Linked DNA regions of Mus musculus: region 1 is linked to region 2. Evidence: chromatin contacts called from public HiChIP or PLAC-seq data. All regions are on one chromosome and are shown on one strand. The core of a region is the stretch at or near the end of the contact, and the rest is flanking DNA. Distances in the headings are between cores, read along the strand shown.

Evidence for each region. HiChIP or PLAC-seq counts read pairs in DNA pulled down with a chosen protein or histone mark.
Region 1: a contact with region 2 is called in an H3K4me3 HiChIP or PLAC-seq map of intestinal villus epithelium, with 8 read pairs. The contact joins the enhancer-like site here to the promoter of Mcph1 in region 2. A contact is called at or near these places in 1 of 39 promoter capture datasets (erythroid cells), 1 of 15 datasets of contacts at CTCF or cohesin (the NIH/3T3 cell line), 5 of 115 datasets of contacts at active chromatin or transcription factors (embryonic stem cells, intestinal villus epithelium and memory CD8 T cells) and 3 of 9 other capture datasets (adipose tissue, liver and pancreatic islet).

What each region holds. Positions count from the first base shown.
Region 1 is chr8:18,629,119-18,633,375 of GRCm38.p6, reverse strand. Mcph1 (microcephaly, primary autosomal recessive 1) reads right to left here. Exons shown (of 14, transcript NM_173189.3): 7 at 3,741-3,830; 8 at 733-1,860. Among named protein-coding and RNA genes, the nearest start is that of Gm25763, 17 kb to the right of the region's middle. Within about 2 kb of position 2,770, at least 39 of the 459 cell types and tissues checked have an H3K27ac peak or open chromatin away from gene starts, as enhancers often do. A contact at or near this core is called in the NIH/3T3 cell line and intestinal villus epithelium, where this site is marked.
Region 2 is chr8:18,593,219-18,597,520 of GRCm38.p6, reverse strand. Mcph1 (microcephaly, primary autosomal recessive 1) reads right to left here and starts at 2,390. Exons shown (of 14, transcript NM_173189.3): 1 at 1,886-2,390; 2 at 507-598. The coding sequence starts at 1,925.

The DNA of each region.
Region 1 (4,257 bases), core at 1,521-4,020, 35 kb before region 2:
GGTACTCCTGCTAGCCTCAGCTTCTCTCTCTCTCTCTCTCTCTCTCTCTCTCTCTCTCTCTCTCTCTCTCTCTCTCTCTCTCTCGCTCTCTTGTTCTCTCCCTCCCTCCCTTCCTCCCCCACCCCCTGCATCTCTTGCTCCCTTGCTCCCCACCACTCTTGAATTGCACTCTTCACCTCTTGCTCATCTCTCTTCTCTGGCAGATCGCCATGGCCACAGCCAGTCTGGTTCTCTTTCTCTCTGTGTTGGACTATTCCAGATGCTTCTGGATACTTTCTTATTCATAAGAAAAACCTTCCTAGTTATGGAGCGGTCTTTTGGCGGTTTCTTTACTGCATTCCTCACATTAAAACCCTTACTAAATAAACTCAAATTAAAAATAAAAAGAAAAGAAATTCCTCTATCAGTTATGTCTCTGGTGCAGTCATGCTGAGTGAGAGAGGCATATAGGAAAGGTATACAGGTCAACAGTTTAAAGTAAGCACTACTGTTTCTTTTAATCCACTAGGACAAAGCCTGGGGAGGTATTTTCATGGTGACACATTTGACTACAAAGTTCAGGTCAGGGCCTCCCACCTATCCCTCAAGAGCATCATTGGAAATATCAATTCCTTAAAATAAAAGGAGAGGGGGAAGGACTTAAATTATAAAGATTAAGGACAGATTTAAAATACGAGCACAGTATTACACACTGGCAGAACAAACAATACTTGGGAAATGAGGCTCACATACTTTCACTATATCCTGTGGCTATGTTCTCCTTTTCTTCTACAGACTTTTCTACATTACAATCCTCTCCCAAACTGAGATTACAGATGTGTACTTCATCTTCAGGAGAGGCTGATGCAGGAGGCGTGCTACCTTCTTTGGGGGAGCCTTTTCCATCACCTGGGTCTCTGGTTTCTGTACTATTTCCTTTCAAGGGTGTGATGTGGTGGGCAGAACTAGACAGGGTGTCAGGGTGGCTGCTTCCCTCTGGGCCTGTGTCATCCCTCAGCTGAGGGCCAGGCTGACTGCAAAGCCCTGGGCTGTCGTTAGCAGAGGTCTCCACCAAAAGCAAGCAGGTAGAAGCTGTATTCACTTCCTCCTTGACAGGTTTCTCAAGACTAGAGGCACTTTTTGAAATTAAGTCACTAATGCTGCTGATGGATCTGTGCTTTTCACCAATGCAGGTAAAATCACACATTTCCAGCATGTTTCTTCGCTCCCACTTTGAGAGACCTCTGCAGTGGAACAGAGAAGGGCTTGCTAGTTGCTGAGCCTCAGGAGGAAGTCTCTCCGAATTCCTCTCCTTGAGATTATCAGGGGAAAAATAGTCCTCATAGGAAGAAGCCTCAACGTCAGGAGTTCCCGGAATGAGTCTGATTGTGGACGGCGGGCTCTGGTCGGACTTGAATAACTGTATTGCCAGAGCAGACTTTCTCTTGTACCTCTTCTTCAGTTTTCCTTTTGGAGATGAACCCAAGTCCGCTGCCCTTTTTCTCTTTGCAGAAGAATTCTTGGGTCCCAACCGTACTTGGTGTTCTTCTATGATGGACATCGTAGGAGACAGACAGAGCTTCTCATCAGGCACCCCCTGAGATACACCTGCAGCTTGCTTTCTCTCGGAATCAGCTACCGCACCTGTAGCATCCTTCTGACAGTTGATGCTCTCCTTTGAAGGACTGTCTGGAGCTTTCTGAGGACGTGGCTGCCTGAGATGGTTGGGTGATGCTGAGCCATAAAAACTGCTTGCCCTCAACACAGGTGAGGAAGGGCATGTCACCGTGGTCATCTCATTAGCAGATCTTCCCAGTTTCCTTTCTTGATCTCCACAGGAATCACCGAAAGATGAGTGGGAGCCACTGGCAAAGGATTCATCTGCAGAGATCAACAAAGAATCGCCTTTAAAATGTGCAAGTGACCAGACAGGGTGTCACTGGTCATTGTGTAACTCTAGCTGGCTTGGAACTCAAGAGAGAGTCTGTCCCTGCCTCCTGAATGCTGGCTTGGTTTAAAGGTATGTGCCACCATGCTTGGCTAGGCTTTGGTCTTCTATAAGCCATTTCTCCTCATAAACAGAACACGGCTCCTCATATCTGTCCCCTGTTCTTCCATCAAGTCCTCATGTTTTATTTATATTTCAAATGAAGCATGTGGGGCTCTCAATATTCCGATCTCTCATGAAGTCTGCACTTCTCTCAGAAGTAATGATACGCTGTCCATCACCTCTGCAGGCTCCCCACTCTGACCCCAGCTTTCTGACACATTTTGCTGTGGGTAAACACAACTCATCCTTCAAAACCAGCTCAGTGTCAGTGTCACCTGTGACTCTCCTGATCCTGTCAGGTCACAGTGCTAGCCCCTCCTGGGACTCAGCATGCTACTGTCCTCTCATTATACTGAAGTACTAGAGGGCAGTCAGCACTTTCTGCTCACTTTCCTGAACCTGTGGTCATTACTCAGACCCAGTTCTACTGGTACAGTGCTGCCCAGCTGAAGGCTTCCTTTTTTAGAGAAAAGACACCATCTGGAGGCAGTGCTGGGATTCTAACTTAAACAACTCGAGCTCGGCTTTCAGAGCAGAGTGGTGGCAACAGAGATATCCTGTCCTTGAAGCTGTGCTCTGGGAAGGGAGGGGCAAAAGCAAAGGTCAGCTGATACTGGGCCTCTGCTGAAGTGCTTCCAAGACAGCAGTTGGAGTGATACTGAGATTTACTCTTAGGAACTGAATGCATTAATCACTCTTCAATAAGCCACGATTCAGTGTGGCACATCACTAAGAGCATAAATTCTTAGACTACTTATGTCAGAAGCCTGGGTGTATCACTCACAACCTCAGGATCTTGCACAATCCACTTGACCTCCTGGTTTTCTCTTCTGTGAAATGGGAGTGGGGATGCAGCCTACCTCATGGAGACTTGGGGTGTGTGTGTGATACAGTGAGACACAAGAACAGTATAGGGAAAGGTAAGCCAGCATTGTTATCGCCATTTGCTTCCAATCTATGGGAGATATAACTGAGCAAAGAAAAGATGAATGGGTAAACAAGCTCAGAACATGCAGGACAGACTGCCAGAATACACCCCACGGACAGGAAGAACACCTAGCTGAATCTCCTCATGTGGCGTTTGAAGCCCTTTTGAACACAGTTGTTTAGGGTTTCCACAGACTTCACTTAGGCCCCCATGGACTTACGTGAGGGAAGTGTAAAGAACTCAACACCTGACAGCTATATAGCCTTGAAAAAAGGTCAAGGGCTCCTATACTATTTAACACAGACTCTTTTCAATAATATGCTTCATGGCTTAATTAAACACGAATAATTCCTCTTTAGTGCTAACTGTGCTCAGATATACATTTACACTGCATTTAAATCATATATAGTCACAAGGATTTCCACAACAAAGCAAACAATCAAACAAATCCCCAGGGAGGGACTAATAAGAGTTCAAGCAGGAGGTCCCCAATACCATAAGACCAAATCTCATGGAGAAACTTAGGTCTACTCAGCTGCTTGAGTGGTTAGAACGGACCACACGACATCTTGGCATGGTGGAGCATTTTTGTAATCTCAGTACTCGAGGAGACAAGGACATGGTTCTAGTTGGAGGCTAGCTGGGTATCTATTGAAGTGCCATGCTAGCCAGAGCTCCACAGAAAAAGTCTAGCTCAAAAAGTACAGTGTGAGAGGAGACACACACACACACTTTTCAAATCATAAGTCTGTTACAAAAACAAAATACATATTACAATTTTACCTGAACTCAAAGGTTGGTGAGAAATGTTCAAGGATGTTTCAAACAGACTGACACATGGATTCTGCTGAGACTGCTCCAACATCTGGGAGGCTGATAACACAATGACAAGTTTCAATAACTGGATGGCAGAATTGCCTACTGGACAGGGACAAGAGCATATCTACCCATTCTGCTCCTGATCCCATATACACAGGAAATTAATCTTACCTTTAGGCTAAGCTTAATATAATTCGAGAACAAAAACTATATCAGTTATACTGTAGATTTAAGACTGACAAAATGAATCCCTATCAATCACTGCCCCACAAACATGATCACACAATCACATGAGATGGGACTTTCAAAATCCAACTTGTATGAAGCTTAAACCAAATTAAGTGAATGTTTTCGGTTTGAGAACTGAAGTTTCTAATATTTACTTCTAAGTAAGTAAAAGTCCAGTGCTGACACAGACAGGGGCAACTGGTTTAGAAAGACTACACAATAACAAATTGTCCCCAAAAGTCAACAGTGTTTC
Region 2 (4,302 bases), core at 1,141-3,640:
TATTCTCCTGACAATTTTTTTTCCCTTTCTTGTTCCCAGGTTGGTGGTCAGGCCATCACTGGTCCTTAAACACTCCTCCTCCTCCTCCTTTAGGACTCCTCAGGATCTGAGTAAGGTTCCATCCTCTGCTGACCCCCACATCAGTCTACAGATCTGACTGCCTCAAGCTCCAGACATGAGTAATCAAATGCCTATGAGATGTTTCCAATATGCCTACGGTCACAATCTTCCCTTGGAAACCTGCTCATTCTCCTGCATCTTTACTCTCTCCACTGCGAGTACCAGCCCTCACTGAACCAATGCCAGACTCAAGTCTCCCACTAGACTCCTCCTAACACAATGCCTCCAAGACTATCTCCTCTGTAAGCACTGCTGTCCAACTTGTATTTGGTTGGTTTGTTCTGCCTCCTACCACTCACCCACTGCTAAGTCCTTCGTGTTCTAAGGAACAGCTCCCATAACGAGAAAACACCAGGTTATCAGTCATTTTGATATTAATTTCTTACCGTTGCCCCCATATCCTCAAGTTGCTTTGCAAACGTCCTTGAGTAATTCTCTGTCCCTTTGGAAGACCATACTTCAACATAGGCCACAACATCTGAAAATAAGCAAGATCTTAGCAGGAACCACACACTAGGAATTGCACACCCCCTCCCACAATAGATTCTTCTCTTGTTCTGTTTATTTTAGGGAAAAAAAAGTGAAAGTTTCCTATTACGTGAAGATTTCTTATTACGAATCTATTCAAAACATCATCCTTGCCATTTTGGTAGTATTTTAAATCTTCCTCATCCAGGAAGATTTATAATTATCCTGGATTATGCTTTCTGTAAAGAAACAGATATAGTAATCATTCCAGGCTTTCTGGCCCAGACTATCTTCCAATAACACGATTCTATGGCCATAGCATAGTCAAGCTAATACAGTTCAGTTCTAATAAATTATTTATATGAAGTTGGGTATCTTAGCACATAGTGATTATAAAGTAGAGGCAAGAGTTCTACGCCAAAGCATGTGGTGGTGGTGTATCCCTTTAAAACCAGTATTTGAGAGGCAGAGGTAGGCAGATCTCTGAGGTCAGCCTGGTCTACAGACTGAGACAGAGTTTCCAGGTCCAGGAAGGCTAGAGCCACAAGAGAAACTTTGTTACACAAGCAAGCCCACACCCCCACCCCACACCCCCAAACCAAATTAAAAAACAGAGATAAGTCAGCCTCAGCTACATAGCAAGTTGGAGGCAAACTTGCTTTCTAAAATAATAAATAAAAATTTAAATATATATACACATATATGATATAAATATAATAAACACATAGCTATAATAAATATAATATATAAATATATAAAATATATTTATACTTGGAATCTCCTCACCCAGGGTCCCATGTTCTGAGCACGTGTTAGCACGACAAAAATACAACAACAACAAAAAAAAAGGTGAGCTCCACAAGTGTCAGGCAGCTCTACTCAGGTAGGACCCTCCAGAGGCCATCACACTATTACCAAATTCTTACTTTTCCTGATCCCACAACTGCAGAGGCCATAGAGGCAAGAGGATCCCAGAAAGCTAAGACAGGAGCCTATCCTCCCGCCAGCTCTCCAGGGCTCAGCCTGCACCGGGGTGGGGTGGGGGGATTGGGGAACACATAGGGGTCGATGAAGGTCACAGGGTGAATGTATGTGGGGTGTCCACACAGGTGGTCGGGATCCTGAGTGAGGGGACTCCGGGTGTGAGGGAACCTAGGATGTGAGAGGACCTCGGGCGTAGGGAGCCCTGAGATGGGATGGGACCTGGCCTGGGAGCCGATCCCGGCGGCCCAGGCAAGACAACCAGGCGCTGGGAGCCTAGACCCCAGCCCCCTCCCTACTGGGCGTGTCTCCTCACCTTTCAGAAAGGCGCCCCCAACGCCTCCCGAGGCCTCCATGACCCGACCAGCTTGAAGCTGCGGGACCGAGCGTGCGCCGGCAGGAAGGCAGAGGGGTGCGCATGCGCAGGCCGTGCCCCCTGGGCTCGCCGCGTCAGGCTTAGGGGTGTGTGTGTGTGTGCGCAAGGGCTCCGGGTTCCCTTCCCTCGCCGAGAGCGCCCGGCTCAGTGACACACGACAGCCGAGACCTGATCGCTCACGGGCGGCCCTGAAGCTCTCCGGCGACCTGGCAGGAGTCAGCCCGCCGCACCGCGGCTTCAGGGCGCAGGTCAGCGCCGCGGTCGCTTGTCCCCGCAGGGTTCGCTCGTCCTCGTTGCGCAGCGCTCGGTGACCGGGGAGGGGACCCACCCGTGGGCCCTGCCTCAGCCCTGCACCCTGGAGCGCGAGCGGGACTGCTGCAGCGTCCGCGGGCCCTCTGGGTCTTCAAACCTCCCGCCCGCGAGTCTGCGAGGGGGCGGGTCGGACGCGGGCCCGCCTCCCCGCGCAAGGGCTGCCGGGAGAGGGAGGAGGACGGAGCCGCCTAGGGAGGACGGAAGCCAGGGAGTGCCTGCTCTTCTGTAGATAACAGTATCCTTTCGTCGCCTTAAGCGCCGGGCGTTAAAAACAAAAACAAAAAAACCACCCAACTGGTTTGGACAGACAGGTTGTTTTGGGTTTTGTATTTATTTGTTACACGTGTGAGTACTTTGCCTGCTTGTACATATTTGCACCACGTGCGTGCCTGGTGCCAGTGGAGGTCACTAGAGGGCGTCAGATCCAATTACACATGGTTATGTGCCACCATAAGGGAGCCAGGGACCAAATTCGGGTCCTCTGCTAGAGCAAATGTTCTTAACCACTGAGCCATCTCCTTAGCTCCTGGTTGGGTGTTTAGAGAGATGGCCTTGGTTTCTAGCTCACAACACTCAGCCCTTCTCCCGACTCAGCCTTCCCCAAGAGCTAGGATTACAGACTGGCCCAGCAATTTGGCTTTAAAAAAAAAAAAAAAAGATAATTTATATAGATATACACACACATATACATATATATATATTTCAAAATTATTTTAAATGTACATATTAAAATATATAATATATATAATTTTAAAAAGCCAAATTCCGAGTGATGAGCTGTTAATGGGAATTCACGAATTGAAGCATCTTCACTAACACAGTGGGAGAGCTTTCACTAGGCAGTGCAAAGAGAAACTCAAGACAAAATGGCTGCTTAAGGTGCCCAGTAACATACCACAGTGTCTGCTGGCCTCCAGGCTTACGTGGTACCTGTGGCTCCTTTTAGCGTTTCTCAACCCACCTCCTGCTCTAAACTTCTCCAGCTCTTGGGCTTCAGTTCCCCAAGCTTCTCATTCCTATATAACCCCGCCATTTCAGGCTGGTACTTAGTCCTACTGACCCTCTCTCTCTCCCCCCTCCCCTCCCCCTGCTCCTCCCCCTTTCCCTACCCCACCCTCTGTCCTCTCTTTTGCTTTTCTCTCTTCTCTTCCACCTTTCTTCCCAGTGCCCACTCCTCTCATGGCCTGACCTACCCTGCTGGCCAAGTCCGATAGAGAGCTTTCTCTCCCTTCTGTGGACTTTTCCAGATGCCTCAGGCTGAACTCTCCCTCCGATCTAAATAACCCTCCCCTCGGCTGTATGCTCTCACTTTATACAGGCAGTAAGAGCAGGACTAGGATTCCTGAGAAGGGAACACAGAATCAGAACCATGGCTTGGTTCTCAGACTTCCTTATTTGGCTATCTTAGGTGAACCGGCATCTTATCTCCTCTTACTGTTGGGACCCTTTGGGTTCTCTAACCTTTCACTTAGATTCCCTGCCACTCAGCATGACTGACTCCACTTTGGTTTGATCAGCTTTGCTGGATGGACATGGTGTGCAAACTTAGTCCAAAGCAAGGGCCTCCCAGAATCTTTTGTTGAATCACTACTAATAGGTTTTTCTCTGCCAGAAAAAAAAAAAAAAAAAAAAGCCAATTCAAACCAAATTAAGAAGTTTAAAAAAAAAATGTAGGTTTATTTGGGAATGGGCTCCTGGGAAAGTTCACTAGGCTCAGGACAAGACAAGAAAATGTCAAGAATAGACTATGGCTGGAGAAGGTTTTTTTAATAGATTGTAGGTGAAGGAAAATGACATGTCTGCCATACGCTTATGCCCTGGTATGGTCATCTAGGGTAAGGGGCTTGGGTGGCTGGTGACTTCTGGTGAGGTGGGGTGATTAGGACAGCTGTCAGGAATGTGGGACTAGGTTTTTGCCATTTTTTTCTATTCCGAGGCTTTCCAAATGGTCCATTGTTGGAGAGGAAGAGAAAACTGGAATTTAGGGACCACGTCAGGGAGGGGAGGAAGCCAGGGACTCCAGTCAAACAGTTTCTCCCTCTACA